Linked DNA regions of Mus musculus: regions 2, 3 and 4 are each linked to region 1. A link is a contact called in public Hi-C and HiChIP or PLAC-seq data. All regions are on one chromosome and are shown on one strand. Each heading gives the region's core, a stretch centred on a gene start, on an enhancer-like site or on the middle of the called end of the contact. The rest is flanking DNA. Distances are from core to core; before and after follow the strand shown. Region 1 holds the start of Samd14 (sterile alpha motif domain containing 14). Region 2 overlaps Gm11515 (a long non-coding RNA gene). Region 3 has its middle 24 kb from the start of Gm11544. Region 4 holds the start of Dlx4 (distal-less homeobox 4).

What was found. A called contact is a pair of places that touch in the nucleus more often than the background predicts. HiChIP or PLAC-seq counts read pairs in DNA pulled down with a chosen protein or histone mark.
Region 2: a contact with region 1 is called in an HNF4G HiChIP or PLAC-seq map of pancreatic cancer cells. The contact joins the enhancer-like site here to the promoter of Samd14 in region 1. A contact is called at or near these places in 3 of 115 datasets of contacts at active chromatin or transcription factors (double positive thymocytes, embryonic stem cells and pancreatic cancer cells) and 1 of 9 other capture datasets (pancreatic islet).
Region 3: a contact with region 1 is called in a Hi-C map of uterus, with 3 times the contacts expected there. The contact joins the enhancer-like site here to the promoter of Samd14 in region 1. A contact is called at or near these places in 1 of 39 promoter capture datasets (stem cell-derived epiblast-like cells), 10 of 484 Hi-C or Micro-C datasets (the HL-1 cell line, embryonic fibroblasts, embryonic stem cells and 3 more) and 3 of 115 datasets of contacts at active chromatin or transcription factors (embryonic stem cells and pancreatic cancer cells).
Region 4: an H3K4me3 HiChIP or PLAC-seq map of embryonic stem cells shows a contact between it and region 1, with 26 read pairs. The contact joins the promoter of Dlx4 here to the promoter of Samd14 in region 1. A contact is called at or near these places in 3 of 39 promoter capture datasets (embryonic stem cells and macrophages), 1 of 484 Hi-C or Micro-C datasets (embryonic stem cells), 2 of 115 datasets of contacts at active chromatin or transcription factors (embryonic stem cells and pancreatic cancer cells) and 2 of 9 other capture datasets (adipose tissue and liver).

The regions. Positions count from the first base shown.
Region 1 is chr11:95,007,153-95,011,701 of GRCm38.p6, forward strand. Samd14 (sterile alpha motif domain containing 14) reads left to right here and starts at 2,727. Exons shown (of 10, transcript NM_146025.2): 1 at 2,727-3,424. It overlaps Gm51875 (a long non-coding RNA gene), which reads right to left and starts at 2,182. Exons shown (of 2, transcript XR_003949594.1): 1 at 2,012-2,182; 2 at 1-807.
Region 2 is chr11:95,184,517-95,189,065 of GRCm38.p6, forward strand. It overlaps Gm11515 (a long non-coding RNA gene), which reads right to left. Exons shown (of 3, transcript XR_388972.1): 2 at 2,087-2,219; 3 at 1-575. Among named protein-coding and RNA genes, the nearest start is that of Dlx4, 41 kb to the left of the region's middle. Within about 2 kb of position 2,540, at least 19 of the 459 cell types and tissues checked have an H3K27ac peak or open chromatin away from gene starts, as enhancers often do. A contact at or near this core is called in pancreatic cancer cells, where this site is marked.
Region 3 is chr11:94,871,771-94,876,319 of GRCm38.p6, forward strand. It overlaps A430060F13Rik. Among named protein-coding and RNA genes, the nearest start is that of Gm11544, 24 kb to the left of the region's middle. Within about 2 kb of position 2,176, at least 108 of the 459 cell types and tissues checked have an H3K27ac peak or open chromatin away from gene starts, as enhancers often do. A contact at or near this core is called in embryonic fibroblasts, muscle stem cells, palatal mesenchyme and 1 more, where this site is marked.
Region 4 is chr11:95,143,518-95,148,066 of GRCm38.p6, forward strand. Dlx4 (distal-less homeobox 4) reads right to left here and starts at 2,284. Exons shown (of 3, transcript NM_007867.4): 1 at 1,679-2,284. The coding sequence starts at 1,964. Dlx4os (distal-less homeobox 4, opposite strand) reads left to right here and starts at 1,536. Exons shown (of 3, transcript NR_040279.1): 1 at 1,536-1,757.

The DNA.
Region 1 (4,549 bases), core at 1,477-3,976:
CTGAAAACCGAGCAATCTGCAAGACCCCAGAGGTCTCAAAGTACCAGGAGGACCAAAGATTCCCTAGGAGATAAGTTGTCAGAGCATTGTCCTCACGGTCAAAGAGAATGTTCTTTGGCCCTCCTGAGCTGGCTTGAGAGGCCTCATATAGTCCTAGCTGCCCCCTTAGCTAGCTCTCAGTTCCAGGAATCAGTTTTGGTGAGTCGCAGAAGTGAATTGTAATGAGACTTCTGCAGTACACAACACAGCCATTTCTTGTACAGATCCTTGGGAGGCAAATATGTTCAGTAGCTTGGGGTGGGGTTGGGGGGTGATTCTCATCTTTCCTTCTGTGATAAGCAAAAGGCCCCGTCTCCAGGCTCTTTGGTCACTTTGGTTAGCCCCTGATAATATCAGATATGAGTGAGTTCTCTATATATGAATGCCACTAAGCCCCTGGGGGAGCCACTCCCTAGCAGCTAGTTCCATTGCAGAGCTTGTTCCTGTCAGGCCAAATAATAGCTTCCTGTTAATCTACCCTCAAAACCGGTTCTGCACCTCGGAGGCCATGCAGGACCTGTCCAGCTCTGACACCTACTTTCAGGTCATCAGAAAACTAGCAATGGTGGTGGCCTCTCAGTGTGTCTCCTCTCTTCAGATCATCCTTGGAACATTGGGAGGCTGGGGAATCCAGGTAGATCCAGGGGTGGCTGAATCCCATGAAAGCAGCTTCCCCAAACATGAAGACTCAGGTCACCAGGTCACCATGCCTAGGTGAGAGGTCGCTGCTCAGGAGTCCTCGCCAAGAAACGAAGCAGCTGGCGCCTCCTGGGTGGGGAAACAAATGAGGGTCTGTAGGAGCCATGCCTACCTCATGGAGGGGACCTTTCCTAGATGTTCCAAGGAATGCTTGAATGGTAGCTCGTGTTTAAATATTGAGTATGTTGTATGGCTGACCATCTTGTGTGTGTCTTTTCTGGGAGTTTCTCAGGCCTGAGCTGTGTCTTACCCATGAAATATGTCCATTTGGGGGTCTGTCAAATGGTGTGGGTAGATTGTGGTCATATTAATTCCATCAACCAAAGTAAATACTCCATTACCATCATCTACTGAGGTTAGATTTGCCTTAACCCAGGCATGTGCTGTAGAGGAGGAGTTCAGGTAGGGTTCCCCCCATATCTCAGCACCTTAGGCCTGACTAGGAGAAACATTCCATTCAAGCATTGAAAGACACACACACACACACACACACACACACACACACACCCTATAATGGCCCTAGAGCCACAGTGCTTAACCTGTGGGCTGAGACCCCGCTTCCCAGGGATCATCTAAGACCATCTGAAAACATATTTACATTATGATTCACAACTAGCAAAATTATAGTTATGAAATAGCAACAAAAATATGGTTTATGGTTGCAGCATCAGGAAGATTGAGGACCACTGCCCTAGAGAGTGTCTATCTGCACAGGTGGTCGGTCACCAGAGACATCATCTCCTCCGTGTGAACCTACAGCCTAGCCAGACTTTCTGCAGGTTCTACATCTATCCAGAGGTCCGCAAGCTCTGGGATGCCCTGAGACCCACTGATGCTGTTCCTACTCACAGTTATCAGGAACTCCTGGCTCAACATGCTGCTGCCCACGGGCCCTTGGCAGTGTCCCATTCCCACAAGCCATCAGGAGTACTCTATCTCTCCAGACTCTACTACGCTAAGTCCTGGGCTCTCTCCAAGGTTGCCACCTACTCCTAAACAAGTCATTTCCTTTTTGTGAGTGTGTGGTCTGTGTACCTTAGAGGACAAGAGAAACCCCTAACTTAGAGGTTTATTGGGAGGGTGAAGTTAAAGAATCTGAGAAGTACCTGACATACCCCGAGCCTTGCTCCTCGGTAGCTAGCTGATGATCACACCCACCACCTCTGACCTGCCACCATCTCTGGCTCACCAAGTCCAAGTCTGAGCTCATCCACTCCACGTCCCACCCCTAGCATCAGAATTGCCAGGCCCCCAGCCAAGACCCACAGCCAACCTAGACTCCTCCTTCTCTCTCAGTTCTTTGTCTAGCCGGCTCCAAATCCTGTCTGTGTCTTCAATTCTATAGCCAGAATAGCTCTCAGCCTGATCTTTAATCTTCATGCCCACTGCTGTCATCATTCAACAATCCCTTGAGGCCAGCGCCCAGACTTCCGGTTGCCCTCTACAGTCCGTTCTCCACTGGGGTGCCCAAAGAATCTTTCTAAAATCTATGTTGGAACTCCTTCCTCCTCGGTTAACCTTTTATTGGGGGGCGGGGCAGGAAGTAATAGAATGAAGTATCAACCCTCCCACCTCAATTTTCTCTACTGGTCCATCCACCCTGCAATGCCCAGGAGTAAGTCTCCCATAGCTTGGCCAGCAGGAGTAGCCACACTTCTCTAGGAATCTTCCCTGTGTCCTTCTCCAGTGCCTCGGGTGCACGCCCCCTCCAGAACTTAAAGAGTCTTTCCCGCTCCTGGGCCCACAGTTCTCAGGCTTGGGAAGTCCCATTTGGCTGAATCAAGACTACACCGGACCACGTCTGTTCTGTTCAACGGCGGTCCCCTTCTGCTTCAGCGCCCCAGGCTGGCCGCTCGCCCGGCAAATGCTTGTTGAATAAGAGAATCAGAAGCCCTCACAGACCCTGCAGAGGAGATGGAAAGCCCCGTGCGTCCTAAGGCGGGACCGCCTCCCTGGTCGCTTCCCTGCCATTCGCGCGCAGACTCCCTAGCGCTGAGACTCCCGCGGTCCGAGAAGTAGCGGCAATTGGGATCCCGGGGCCGGCCGCGGGCACCCGCCGCCTCCTCCCCTCGGTCCTAGCTGCTTCCGCCCCGCCCGCCCTCCTCTTCCCTCCTTCCCTACCGTTCTTTGTCTCCCGGGCGCTCGGCCTCCCCATAAGCGTATCGCCCCCCCCGCCCCCCCCGTCGCCTTATCCCGGGCGACCCCCCACGGACCTAGCCACTGCGACGCTACACAAATCGGCCGGTGGCGCGAGGGTTCGCGACCCCCGGGGTTTGGCGGGGGCGGGGCGGGAGGTGGCGTTCAGGTTCTCTCTCTCTCTCTCTCTCTCTCTCTCTCTCTCTCTCTCTCACACACACACACACACACACACACACACACATACACGTACACGCACGCACACACGGAGCATCCTCCCGTCAGGTTTCCCCGTCCAGCCCCGCCCGCGCCTCCTGCTTCCCGCAGACCTTCTCCCTGCATCCCTACACACCTCGCCTCTCCATTCTTTCCGGGACTCTCCCCGCCGATCCCCCACAACACCCTGGAATGGAGCGACTCCAGCCAGCCCGGAGCCCCCCGCGACCGGGGTGAAAGTCCTTCGCCCCTCTCCTGCCCGGCAGTCGCCCCGAACACCATGGGCCTGAGGGGTTCCCGGGGCGCCGGACGCTGAAAATGACGGATGCTGGAGGTGAGGGGCCGGGTCCCCTAGGGTGGAAGGGGAAGCGTGGCTAGCGACTACTGGACTCAAGGTGGGACCCTCAGTAGGGCTAAATGGATTTAAGCCACAAGGGCCTTTCTTTCTCTATCCCTAGGGAGACCTCACTGGAGGGGGGAGCTGGGCTGTCGGGAGGGAGCAGAAATAGGGTTTGTGTCCCTAATCCCATTTCTCCCGCCTGAGGAAATTAATAAGAGAGAGAGGAGAGAAAGGGAGAGAGAGAGAGAGAGAGAGAGACAGAGAGAGAGAGAGAGAGAGAGAGAAGAGAAGAGAAGAGAAGAGAAGAGAAGAGAAGAGAAGAGAAGAGAAGAGAAGAGAAGAGAAGAGAAGAGAAGAGAAGAGAAGAGAAGAGAAGAGAAGAGGAGAGGAAAGAATGAAGAGAAAAAGAAATAAGAAAAACTGGTGTGGGGGCAGGGGGAGAGGCCTTAACTCCTTCCTATCTGGCAGTTAGACCTATGGGTTGAAGAAACTGTTCTATCCTCTGAGATTGGGGAGAGGGGATTCTATGATAGGTGTAGGTGCACTGTCCATTAACCCCATTTTCTAGGACGCTTGGAAGAGCTGTCAAACTCCTGCGGACAGCTCCAAGCCTGGGGCTGGCTGAAGACTGGGGGCCTGGGAGGGGCTCGGCTCCTTAGCTGCTCTACAACTGCCTCCCCCATCTCCAGCCTGCATGTCAACCACTTCTGGGACTTGTCGGCTCTGTGTGTGTGTGTGTGTGTGTGTGTGTGTGTGTGTGTGTGTGTCTGTGTGTCTGTGTGTGTGTGTGTGTGTGTCTGTGTGTCTGTGTGTCTGTGTGTGTGTGTCTCTTTTCTGACTCCATCTCTCTGTCTCTCTGTCTCTCTGTCTCTCTCCCTCCCCTACTCAGGATCCTTCTCCCTTCTTGCTTGTGGGGCAGGCATTCTGTTCTATTCTCTCACCCCATGATGGGGTGTCAGGGCTACCCAGCTGCTTTCCCTGAGCCTCCTGGGTCTGTTCTTTCTTGATCTTTCTTCCCAGCTCCCAGTGGACACTGCCAGTCTCTCCCTCTGCATCTGCTAGTTCCTCCTTCTGTTCCACCCGCAGGTTGTAGACCTTTTGTTTGGCTTTCTCCTTCCC
Region 2 (4,549 bases), core at 1,290-3,789, 180 kb after region 1:
CATACGCCTGACCTTCTGCGGGGTCCTTCCCACAGCACTTCAGCCTCCTCGGGCCCCTTGTCACCAGACCCCTTGGACTTCAAAGAGACTGATCTTGTCCTGAAAAAGCATGCTAAGAAGCCAGCATGGGACAGAGGAATCCGTAGGTGGGAGGAAGACTCTAGTTTCTGGCTCTCTACCTCTCTGTACCCTCCCAAAGTCCTCCCCTCCCCCAGATCTCAGTGAGACCTTTACAGCTGCAGGGAGCAGGGCACAGCAATCGCAGGCTGCACACCTGGTCCAAAGCTGCAAGTGATGTCACTGCCAGCCTTCCCGGATGTGGGATCTTTCTATGATGACAGACGAAGTCCACAGGCCTTTCATTCCATGCTGAGAACAGTGGGGGGGGGGGCCTCAGGGGTGCTTGCCAGAGACATTCCTCCATCCTGGAGTGGAGATTGGACAGGGCAGAATGCCTTTAGGTATACCAACTAGCTACTGAGATCACAGCCGTCCCTCATGGAGGTCCAGAGTTCTTCAAGTCTGCCTGTCTTCTATCCCTCAGGCTACAGCTGCAATCTCTATGCATTCATGGACTTGGGAGAGCAAAACAAAACAAAACAAAACAAAACAAAAAAAAAAACAGTGGTCAGGTTAGTATGGGCCCCTTGTCACGGATCTGTCCATACAACCATTTACTATGAGAAGGGCTACAAAAGACATTTACTATGAGAAGGGCTGGGGATGTAGCTCAGTTAGCAGAGTGTTTGCTCAGCAGGTACAAAGCCCTGGGTTTGAATCCCAATATCACACAAACCAGACACAGTCACACATGTCTATAATTGAAGGTAGTGGCAAGAAAATCAGGAATTCAAGGTCACTTTCAGGTACTTGGTGAGTTTGGAAGCCTGGGCTACCTGAAACGAAGTCAAAAGAGGAGGAGGGGGTAGGAAAAAGTGGGGGGGGGGAGGGTAGGGATTTATATGAGAGGCCAGCGACAGCTGCATGCCAATGCATTTTCTCCATAGAGCCGCACACTCAGCATCTGCCCTCCCTCCCTCCTCTCCAGCCTTCCGTTTTGTTTTTTTTGTTTTGTTTTGTATTTTTTCCCCCCTAGTTGCATCAACAGCGTGCTCCAAGGGTCAGCCTTTCCCTCTGCACTGTGCAATCCCTGCTGAACAAATCCCACTCCTCCCTCAGTTTCTCTGTCTGTAAAAGACCTTTGTTCCTCTTTGTTTGGGGGACATTCTAGGGCTCTCACGGACCTCCAAGTCCCAGTCAGCTGAGTCAAGCAGGGTCAAGCAGCTGGCTCTACTCCCAGCCACAGAGGGACGCCTTCCCACGGAGGGCTGACACTCAGGGCTTCTCTAGTCCCCAGGGCAGGGCCGGCCAGCTGACAGCATCAGCTTGGAGCCCTCCAGAGTCTCCTCAGAGTCAGCACTGCTCCCACCCCACCTTCCCCCAGCCTCGCTCAGGACACGCATCACCAACACCTTCCCATCCCATTGAGGGCCTCTGGCGAGCATATGCTCAGGAGGGCGGGGGTCCCTGCACTCCCTACGTCTTATTACTCCCGTGCCACCGCCCTGACTCTATAAAGTAATTGGGGGCCTGATTTGCATTTTGCTGTGTGTGATTTCTGAGATGTTCCATGCTACCCTACAAAGCCAGGGGCTTCACACTCTACCAGGAGAGACAAGAGAAGGGGGAGAATTGGAAGAGGGAGGAGGTAGAAGCTGAGAAAGAACACTGAGCCCCCCAAATCCTCCTAGGAAGGGGAGTCTTGGCAGGGTCCCCCTAACCTTGTGCCAGTCCCGGCTTAGGAGCCAGGGTGGGGATGAAGGGGGTGACGTCCGTCCTTTACCTCCCCAGCTCAGTTTCCTCATTTGTAAACTGGGGTTAATGACACTTAACGAGCGAAGGGGGTGGGGGGCATGTAATTAGCAGCTGCCAGTTCTGGGCTTTGAAGTGGGTGGAGGAGGGGGCCACTGGGCAGGGTGTGGGCAGGACAGAGCTGGAGGCTCAGGGTGCTTGGCCTACAGGGAGAAGGTGGGAGAACGGGAATTCTTTCCAACTTGGAGATCAAGAGCTGGGGTCACACACTTACGGGGGCTCTGGAGAGCAGGGGGCAGGCCAGAGGATGCAGAATCCGGGGCATAGACAGCTGTGGAGTCGAACTGAGGAGCCTACGAGAGGCCTGAGGAAGGAGCTAGACCCCGGTTCTTCATCAGCATGCGCTCCTGTGGAGACAAGAGACAGAACCTAGGTTCTTTTGCAAGAAGCTTCACTTCTTGTGTCCACTGACCCACAGTGAGGCACACACAAGGCTCATTGCCACAGACAAAGGCAATGACTGCCAGCCCAGAGGCTCATGGGAGAGGACAGGCATGTCAAGAGAGGAGTTTATGGGGACTGAGACCAGGGAAGTGAGGACAGGAGGGAGGGGAGCCGCCACCTCCTCCGCCCATGGCCTTTCCGCTTGCCCCACTACGTCAGGACTGAGTCACTGGGAGAGGCCACTGTCCAGCAGGGGTGGGAGGACCTTGGGGACCAAGGGCTGGACACTCTCCCAGACCAAGCATCTGTATGGGGCACCTTTGGCCGGGTTGGCGAAGACAGTGGTGTAGACTTGAGCCAACCACCCACGCCTGAGGGGGTAGAGGCTTGAAGGACCTGTGAGGGTCAGCAAGTTGTCTCTCTGACATCCCACATACTGTCCCTGCACAGGTGGACCAAGGAACCATCCCTGATACCCCAGACATATGGAGAGGACATTCTCAGTCACAAGCCACTTGCTCTCTACCCACCGGGCCTTGAGCAGGAATCGAGACCGTGCCCTCTCACTCCCATTGTGTGCCTTCTGCTGTCCAGATCCTTCTGCATGTCCCAGGGAGATGCGTGGAGGTGACTGGATTTGGCCATTAGATGAAATTAAGGGAAGGATTTTTGGTATCTACTGGGTTCCAGGCACTATTTGATGCATGAAACATGAACAGCGTCCTACCGGGCCCCCTCTCTAGCCAGAATGTGAGTGTTGAGAAGGGACTAGAACTCCTCAGAAGGGTGAAAGGGGACGCTCCAGAAGCAGCCTGAGGGCAGAGGGGGTTTCAGTGGAGCAGAGGAACTGTGGGTAGAACCTCTGCCTGTCATGAGTTGCAGAGACCACTTTCCCCCTGGCCCCATTAAGCCTAGGGCTCACCAGCTGCAGCATCTGGAACGAGTGACATGGATGCTTCCTGCTCTCCTTGCCTCCACCTTCCCCCCCACCCCCCCCACCCCAGTATACAAGTACTGGGGACACAGCAGGCCCTGGTCTAGGCAACTTGACACACAGACTTCTGTCTGCTTCCGTAGACTGCTGTCAGGAGAGCTAGGCATGCAGACAGTAGAGCACTTTCATAATGGGTCCGGAGGAGGGAGAGAGAGGAGAGCCCTTACATTGGTGAGTTAAGGGATCCGGGGCTCAGCTGAGCCCTCGCCCTGTCAAATTTTAAATACTCCAGCCTGCTGGGGACTTGGGACTTTTTTCTGTGCGTGCCATCCTCTATCCCATTCAGTGTCCACTCCTCATGTCCCTGTGTCCCTGGATAGTTGTCTCGGTCATTCCATAAGAATCCTTATGAATCTCAGGGGTAAATCTTGTAGAAAACCAAAACTCTATGAGGGGCTCTGAGATACTTGCTGTCCTCCAGTGCAAACTGTACAACCTCAGTTCAGTCCTGGAAACCAACTCCACAAAGTTGATCTGGAGCTTCTACAACATGTGACATGCAAGCATCCACACAGCACACACACACACACACACACACACACACACACATTAAAGCCCATAGGCCAGACACAGAGGCACATGTGTGATGTCCCCCTCACAAGCAGAAGCAGGAGGGTCACGGAGTTGGAAGCAAACCTGTCATCTTCATAGAGAGTTCCAGGCCAGCAAGGGCTATCCAAGCGAGACTTTATCTAAAAAAGAAACCAACCTGAGGGTGAAGAGATGGCTCAGAGGTTAAGAGCTGCTCTGGCAGGGGACCAAAGTTCAGTTCCCAGCACCTAAGTCAAGTGACTCGCAACTGCCGTAACTCCAGCTCCAGGGGAACTATTGCCTCTGACCTCCAAGGGCACCTGCACTCATGTGCACATACCTACATGCAGAACACACACCCCATACATAGTAAAATCTTATCTTGAACAACCATATTAGGCTAAGTATAAAAATTAGAATATGGTCATGAAGAATAGATTCTTTAAATGAAATTCTGTGATCAAAGTGAAAAGGTGAAACTGATAGGGAAGAGGACAGCCCTGTTCCTGGGACATACACCTGGAAACGTTGAGGGGTGACCCTTGAATTGTTCAGGAGAGGGTGGCTGCTGTATCCCTAGTAACACACACACACACACACACACCGATAGTAAAATGAGAGTAAGAGAAAGAGCATGAGAGAGGCATAGTGGTGCACCTCTGTAATCCCAGCACTTGGGAGGTGGAGGCAGGAGAATCAGGAGTTCAAGGCCAGCCTGAGCTCAGTGAGACTTTGTGCCCAAACAACAATAATGAAAAGTAAACAAGA
Region 3 (4,549 bases), core at 926-3,425, 140 kb before region 1:
TTCTAGGATGGGTAGAGGGGCCAGCCCGGTCCTGCCAGTGGGGCCAGGGTCTTAGTCTCCTTCCCAACAACATTCATTTGACTATGGAAGCCCACTAGCCCTTCTTCCTGAATGATAGACACAGGGTGGGGGGTGGACTACGTGAGTTTTGGAGTTGACCCCAAGTCAGAGCTGCCAGTCTGTGGAACAAGATAGAGAGGTAGGGCTAACCGCCTGAAACTGTCCGTGCAGAGAGCTTATTACCCTAATGACTGGGTTAGGGGGTCTCTACTAATGCTCACCTTCCTTAGCAGGGGTGGGGGGCAGAAAAGACATTTTGGGGACTATTATACTTCCAAAGTTTAGGTTTCTGGGGCCCAGACCTGAGGGCAGTGTTCAGGAAGTGGATGGTGGTGGCAAGAGGAGACATTTTTTTTTTTTTTTTTTTTTTTTTTTTTTTTTTTTGGTTTTTCGAGACAGGTTTTTTGGTTTTCTCTGTCCTGGAGCTCACTTTGTAGACCAGGCTGGCCTCGAACTCAGAAATCTGCCTGCCTCTGCCTCCCGAGTGTTGAGATTAAAGGTGTGCGCCACCGCGCCCGGCTAAGAGGAGACTTTTGAGCTAATGGGCTTTGGCTGTCTGGGGTGGCAGATGAAACAGAAGTACCAAGATGTCAGCTTCAGAAGCTGAGCTAAAACTGGGTTGAGGGTCTAGAGACCTCCAGTCTCCTCCATCTGGGTCTTCATCCACTCCCACAACCTCGGTTTCTGCTCCGTGCTCCCCTTATTCCTTGAGGTAGGCGCCTGGGGCCATAAAGAAACAAGGAATTTGAGATTCCTAGATTCTTCACTTTTCAGCTCTATTCTTACCCCTTGAAAGAGGCTTCTACTGTACCCTGTCTGTATGATGTCTTACAACAATCCATGATGTGGCTGGGGCTTGCGGTTACATTTACAAGAATTTCCAAGTCCCAAAGAAGCTGGGAGCTAAAAAAAAAAAAAAAAAAAAGCAGGCCCTCTGAGGGCTGGGCACATTGAAGAGAGAGTCTCTTAATGGTCTGGGGCTGTGAGTTAAGTTTGGACCAGGGAACAGCCTGGGAACATCCAGGAAAGAAACCAGGAAGTCAAAAATAAATAAATAAATAAAATAAAAATGAGGGCGAGAAGGGGCGGAGGAAGGAGGAAAGAGGTGGGTGGAGAACGCATTCTTCCTGCGATCCTGGCTTCGCAGAGTAGCCACATCATCTGGCTCCCAATTGAGGACAGACTTGGCTTCAGTTGTGTGCACGCACACATGTGACGGCGCGTGCGTCGGAGTACATACGTGTGCACGTGCTGTGTGCACCCAGCCAGCGTCTGTGCTGACGTGGCCGCGCCCCTCACCCTAGCCCAGCCTCCTTATCTCCAAGTTGGCTCCAGGAACCCCCCTCTCAGCAGTGGTCCTGTTAACGCCTCCCTCTCCAGTGTTAGCGCCTAGCCGCTGGGCTCCCTCCCTCTGCCCCTGAGGGCCTCCAGGGAGACCCAGTGGCTCGCAGCCCAGGTTTTGCCTTCTGATTCTACTTTAGCTTTTATTTTTTTGACGCTAGGTTCTCCTTCTAGCCTGTAAGTCCCCTGCCCTCTCAGTCCTTGCCTGGACCATGTAGAAAAGGTTTTTACAGAGCAAGGTAGCCTGGGAAGGGAAATTAGTTCTTTCACAGTTAATGGTCCTTTTCTTCCAAACTGAGGACAACATATTAGGGTGCAAAGTGACTCCTAGCAACCTTTCCTGCCTGGAGAATAGAGGGGGGCTCAGGGAGGCACATACAACTTAAGAAGAAAATGTTCTAGGGACCAAAGTTATAGGACTTTGTCCTTGTCATAGCCCCAAAGGCGCGCGCGCGGGGGGGGGGGTAAGGGGGGCGGTGGCGATGGGGTTGGGGTGTAGATAGAAATGACCCTTCCCGATCATTGCTTCAAGTCTGATCCAGCCGGCTGATACTGAGTGGGACAGGGTGGTCCTGTGCCGGGAGCCAGGTTGTCAGGCGTCCAGGACCTCAGGTTTCCTTTACCGAAGGGCCCCTTTCCTTCAGGCTTTGAAGTGTCTGCTAGGTTAGTGGAGGATGTTTGGCTTGGGGCCTTGGGCCAGAATAAACTCCCTCTGCCTGCCTCTGCCTTCTGAGCCAAACCACTGCCTCCTTACCGCCAGGCTCCTGCCTCTCCCAGCCCTGGGTCTGGGCTCCTCCAAAGGCTGCTTGCACGGTCTATCCAAGCCATGGACACTCTTACTGCGACTGGGGAGAGTCCCTATGGGCAGGATGGCTTATCATTCCTCCAGTCTGGCACTGGGTGCCTGCATGCTTGAAAGAGCAGCCCACTCTTGGCAGGGGTGGGGGTAGGGGTTGGGGTGGGGGTGGGCTGTAAGAAGCAAGACCCCATTGCCAGTAGAGGACAGGATGCGATGCAGTGGGGAGCCGGGGTGCCTCTGTGAGCAGCCTGAGTAGGCTGCAGTGCCTCCAAATGGGTCAACTCCAGATGTGGGATGACTCACGCTGGATGGGGTGGGCAGTCGAGGTGGGGGTGTGAGGCCCAAAGTCGCTTTCAGCTGCTGTTCCCTGTCCTCTAGAGCAACCCCCCTCCCTGCCTCACCCCCCCCCACAATGTGCAGCCTAGCACACCCTACTACATGCTCAGAGATGAAATGAGAAAAAGCCTTTGGACACATCACCGCCAAGGGTCAGAGAAGGAGAAGGGGCGTGGCAATAGGGGAGGTGGAAGGGAGGAGTGAGAAGGAAGGGGTTGGGAGAAGCCCAGGGTAAAAAATGCTGGCCTCCCTTGGGCCTGCTTCAGAACTGTAGCACTGTATGGGGCGGGGAGGGGGGCGGGGGGGGGGAGGAGCACGACAAAAGAATAGATATTGGGGTCTAAGTATGTGGGTATGAAGGGCTTCGTGGTTGCAGGGGAAGAGCCACATTGAATGAGTACCTTATGTCTGCTGGGGTTTGTGAACCTTTGTGCTGCTTAGATTGTGCGTGTCAGGGAAGAGGAGCAGAATCTTGGTCCATTTGGTGAAGTTGACATAGGAAGACAGTGGTCACTGGCTTCAGTGGGCAGAGGGTTGCGACACGTGTGTTTAAGCCAAGTCACTGTACTTCCAGGCATTGAAGTTGGACTCCTCCCCTAGGGTGTGAGAGGCAGAGGAACCCAGGTGCTATAGAGAGGGCTCCAAAGACCTAGGTTCCCATCTGCCAAGCAGCACCCAGCCTCCTGGAACTATGGCATCTTTCATAGCGCCCAGCAGGCGGAGCGGTCCAGTCAGGTAGCTGGAGACCCCAAGCCTGAGGCTGGCACACTACACGCTGCAATGCTGGTGTGCTGCAGCTGGATACAGCACCATCTGCCCTCCTGCCTCGGCAGAGTTGCCGTCCTGGTCTCCTCCTTGGCTTCCAGGTGGGTCTGTTGACAAGAGTTGCCAGACTACTCCCTGGAGAGGTCCACCTGTGCCAGCCACCCGGGCCAGGGTAAACAAGGCACTAAGTGTCTGGGCGGGTGCCTGGCAGGCTGGGCACACAGCTCTGCTCCAGCCTGGCTGGACTGCATCCTCTCATCAAATGACAGGTCTGATGCCCCAGGCCCATAAATTGTGTTTTCTGGTTAAGTGGAGAGGCATGGGGGCTGTTAAGCAGACGGATAATCAAGTTGAATAAGGAGAAAACATGTCACCTCCAGGGGCGGGGGTTGGGGGGGCTCTGATGACTGTCTCCCTTGATGTAGGGTTTCTGGCTTCTTAGAGTAGACATGGTTGATTCCTCTAGTCTTCCAATAGATGCCAACTTATAACATACTCACTTGTACTCTCATACAGTTTCGTGCTCACTACTGCACGCACACATGCAGCCCGAAGCTCCTTTCGTAGTATTGGACCCTTCTGCTCCAAGCATCCTCAGTGGCTGAGATCCTGCCAGTTGCTATGTCGTGAGCCCTCTTTTTACAGTGAGGGGATGAAGCCAGAGAGGTTGAGCCTTATCTCCTAAATCACCCATGAGGTCTGAACTTAGATGTAGGCATCGTTCCTGTAACGCCACCATGTAAGTCCCATTGGTCCCCAGTCTCTGTCCCTTCTCCTCACAACATGGGCTAGAAAAGGCTCTTTGAGCTTGCCCTGCCTTTGGGACTTCGTGTCCCTCTCTACCCTCCATAGTGTGTGCCGTAAGGGAGAACACGGAGAGTTAAGGCTGGCTCTGGAGGAGTCAGGCCTTGGAGGGGCAGAAAGGAGGGGCATGATCAGGACACAAGTTGCCTACCACAAGGGAACAAAAGATCTAGCCAAGTAGGAAGAATAAAAGGAAGTCTACCACTCCTTAGCCTCCAAGAATGGGAGCAGGTACTGCCCCAGTTTGCCCAAGGCTGGAGAGACAGTGAGGGCCTAAGGGGAGAAGCACTCTAAGGCCCTCTACCCCTTCAAGTCTAGACAGGCTAAGAGCATGAGAGAGTGTTAGCAGTCGTGGGTAAGTCTCCCAGGCACATAGATGTCATGAGGGTATGGCGGAGTTCTTACCCAATCCTTGCTCCATTCCCAATTTGTCGTTATCCTGTT
Region 4 (4,549 bases), core at 1,034-3,533, 140 kb after region 1:
GCGGCGGCCCGCATAATTTCAATAGCGAAATGCTACGGTATATTTTTTTTTTAAAGAATCTGTTTGTGAACATGGAGTCTCTGTTTTGTTTTATTTTATTTTATTTTTTCGTTGTATCCGGGTAAAGTACGTAATAGAAAGAATTCTTCAGTCCATTGTTCTTGGACCAAGCTAGGGAAGGCATATGGAAGACAGGTCCACCTTATTGCCAGACAGGTCTCCCAATAAGGACAGGTTCTTCCTCTCCAGTCCCAAAATGCACACTGTCTGTCCTCATGTGCACACACAGGACGGATAGCAGGTTGCCCGACTTGTCCTCAAACTCAGGACCCCCCTTGCCTTTACTTCCCCAGTGTATATTAGTATATCTAAAAAGAAGAGTCCAAGCGGTTCCTTTGTAGATCTGTATGCAAAACTCTGCCACTCAGACGGACTGTCCCTCCTCCAAGGAGACCCAGCAACCTAGCAGGCCCACCCCCACTCTGCTCCAGAAAGCTGTTAACTTTCTGGGGTCCTGAGAAGTTCCTAAAGTCCCCTTTCCTGGCTCCGTCCATTGAGGAAAGTGAACTTGCCCTGGTCCAGGAGCCTGGAAAAAAAAGTTGTGTCCTGGATCTATCTATATGCATTCCTTCTATCTCAGTTTCTCCAACCATAGAACAAGGAATGTGAGCCTCTATTCTAATGTGGTTTTGGTTGGGGGTGTATGTGTCATGAATTTATGCCAGAATGACCAGGGAAAAGGAGAGAAACATCTTGGTTTGGGGCTGATTATGTGAAGTCACATCACAGACTTGCGCATCTTCGAGGACTATGCCAAGAACAATTGGACCATTTTGATGTTCAAGGAGTCAGTGGGTCTATGGAGAGCATCCTCGTACTGCCAGCCAGGGTCTGTCAGTTGGGCTGTGCATAGGTCGGAGCTAGGAAGGCCAGCTGCTCCCCTGTCTTCACCGAAGCCTTCCAGTGGAGCTCAGATTTGCTGCAGGCAACCGAAGCTGGGTCTAATGTATCCCAAAGTTAAAGGTGGAGATGGTAAAGATGTCTTAGGCACAAGGCAGAGGAGGCCAGGGAAAGAGCTGGAGACTGGTAGACCAGCCTGTAAGTTTATTATTTGAGCAACAGTTGGTGGGGGTCTTATACCCAGATCCTGCAGGGTATAGGCACCTCCAGGAAAAGGGGGTGGGGCCCAGGAAAGGAGAAGGAACCCAGCCTAGTTGTCTACCTATCTCCAACTGGAAACTGATTTCTGTTTAGTAGTGTTTGATTTATATACTGGTTTCTGAGACCAGAACTCAAAAGGGATGATGTCGGAACGGAGTGAAGGATGAGGAGAATCACAGGGAAGGGGTTAGATCTCCACCTCTCCATCTGGATTAGGGCAAATTTCCGTTACACAGGTACTCACACAGCTCCACTGCTCCAGGGGGTGGGGTAGGGAGCCCTCCCGCCTGGCTTTTCAAAACTGCAAATCGAAACCAGGTCGAATTTAAAAAGGAGACCTAGATCAACTTGCCTCCGCTCCTCCCCCATCCTTCGCCCTCCCCCTACCGCAGATTCCTGGGTATCGGAGAGAGAAGCGTTTGAATCCCTCTAGTTGCGCGCAAGCAGAAGAACGCGAAATTTATGCAAAGACAACCCAGACCCCAGAGGTGAGGAGAGCCGCCGCGGTCACACTTACCTGCTTCGAGCTCCTGCGGGTGTTCAGCCGGCCTGTGAAAGGGCTGAGATGGCGCCACCAATTGTTGCTGGCGGGGCAGGTAGGAGTCTCCTGGGGTTGCCGGCCCAGGGTGGGAATAGGACCGGGGGTGGCCGTAGGACTGGGAGTAGGACAAATCGGGAGAAGCTGCGGTTCCCGGGGATAGTCCGAGCGGGTAAGCAGCCACTACCGACAGGGCGGGGGCGAGGTCCGGGAAGACAACGTTGGAGGCACCACGGTCAGGAAGGGGACAGGGTAAAGAGGTCATTGCGGCCGGTGCCGGGCCACAGGGCCTAGGTCATGGCCCGCACGCTGTCTACTCTTTCTGCCAGCTCCTTTCAAAGTCTCCAGCTCCAGCAAGCCACTCTTACACTTCAGATGCCTGGAAAAATGTCTCTCTGAGCCTCTTCCGGCAGAGAACTCGCACCCGGGAAAGGGTTTTTTGGGGTACCCCGTGGTTTTACCCTTCCCCATCTTTTCCTCTGGGTTCGGTTCCCGGGACCCCAGGGGTCCCCCGCCCACTTAGACACCCCGGATTGGCTATTCCTTGGTGACCTCAAGCTGAGCCCGCCCCCCACCCCTCGTGTTAGCGTGCACCGGGAAACGGGAGGGATGCGAGCTCCGGACCCCACATCCCTGCATCAACTCCGAGTTCCTGGGGAATCGGTAGAGTCAGGAAGTCTCAGTAACGATGTTCAAGGTGCTAGGAAATTGGGCCTGGGATGGCTAGGGGACGAGGGAAGCTGCGCGGTAACTAGAGACGCTTTGGAGACTCAGAACCTGTGTGCGCGTCGCGCGGGTCTGCATGGCCCCACGCTGCCAGGGCTCTGCGAGGGAGTGGAAAAAGCAGCTAGCCAGCGCCGGCCGCTTATTCAGCGCGTCGGAATGCGTAGCTGCAGAGCGATGGCAGTTTGTTGGTAAACAGACGCTGGGGCCTGGAGGGTGCCGCCTGGCGCCCAGCCTGCCCCGCACGCGCGTGGCGCGCACGCCCCCGCCGAGCGCCCAGAGCCTGGCACGCCGCGACCGCCGCCACTGCGCCTCACCACCCCCAATGCAAGCTTCCGCTTCCGGCAGGGGCCCCGGTTTAGTTGCGACACCACAGCTCCTGCAGGCCCTTGAGGCTGCTGGAGGGAATCTGCTGTCTGGGATTCGCCTGTACCGAGCCCCGCCTTTTCTGGCACTCTGCAAAATGTAGCCTCCCAGGAACTGGGGCAAAATCTGGGAGTGGGGATGAATCTAGTTTGATGGCTCCTGGGAGGGCACAGAAAATATGGCTAACTCCATTGTACTTCCAGACTGTGTTCGGGACCTGTCTCTTAGCAGGACAGGAGGCCTTAATGAACACCATGTATGCAAGCATCTGTTGCCACGTGCACAAAAATACATAGAGTCTTCATCCAACATATATTGTTACATACCAATATCCCTCTACGAAAAGAGGCTCATTTATGGACCGGCAAACACAGACTTTAAGGTGTGGTGTATATACAGCTGCATCCCCAACCATGGGCAACTCTTTGAATAAAAGCACAGGATTGAGGTGGATGAGATGGCTCAGCAGACAAGAGATGAAGAGCAATTAGGTTGCCACCAAGCCTGACCATCTGAGTTGGAGTCCCCAGGACCATATAATGGAAGAAAAAACAAACTCCCAAGAGCTAGTCTCTTGAGCTCCATATGTGGGCTCTGTTATGCATGGATCTTCACACATACGCATAACCCAAACATAAATAAATGTAATATTTTTATTTAAAACACATTGTGCTTACCTGGCACATATGCTTGTATATTACAAGTCAAATCACTAATTTTCCTTCTCAGAAATAAGGCTGTCCAAACGTGAACATATATGCTCATGTGTGGGCTACCCTTTCCCACACATCTAAGCTGCTTTGCAAAATGAGAGAGACAATTCTTTTGGTTTGGTTTGATTTTCTAAGACAGGATTTCTCTGTGTAGTGCTGGCTGTCCAGAACTCATTCTGTAGACCAGGCTGGCCTGGAACTCAGAGATCTGCCTCCTGCCTCCTGCCTCCTGCCTCCTGCCTCCTGCCTCCTGCCTCCTGCCTCCTGCCTCCTGCCTCCTGCCTCCTGCCTCCTGCCTCCTGCCTCCTGCCTCCTGCCTCCTGCCTCCTGCCTCCTGCCTCCTGCCTCCTGCCTCCCTCGCTGGGATTAAAGACAAAGGCAAACACCATCACTACCCAGCGTTATCTCCTATTCCAGAAGTCCTCACAGATTCCCTAGAAAACCTACACACTCGATCCCTCTGTTACACATGCCATCTTTATGCTTGCACACACGCGCGCGCGCACACACACACACCAGGGCTCAGAGTAAAAGTGGCAATCTTGGGGTGTTAGGTAGATGAAAGAGGACAGACAGCTATTAGAAGAAATGGCAAGGAGTGGATGAAGGCCCTGGTCTCAGAGCAGATGTAGGCCTTCTAAAATAGACAAAGTCTGGGGCTGGAGAGATAGCTCCATGGTTAAGAACACTGACTGCTTCTTCCTGTTCAATTCCCAGCGCCCACATGGAGGTTCACAACCATATGCCATTCCAGTTCCAGAAGATCTGAGAACCTCTTCTGGCCTCTCTGATCACCAGGCAGATGCATAGTACCCAGACAGAACACCCATACACATAAAAAAATAAGTAAACAGAAAGAGACATTTCTAGGCACTGTATATCAGGACTGTTGAAACTCACAGACAGGAGAAAACTAATTTGCTTTTACACCCCCCTCTCCAATTGCACAGAAATTAATTTCTCCAGGAAAATACCTGCTGGCCACTGCCATAGAGGTCTCTACCCCGTGATCCTGGAGCTCAGATTAGGGGGCTCTGTAGGAGATCCT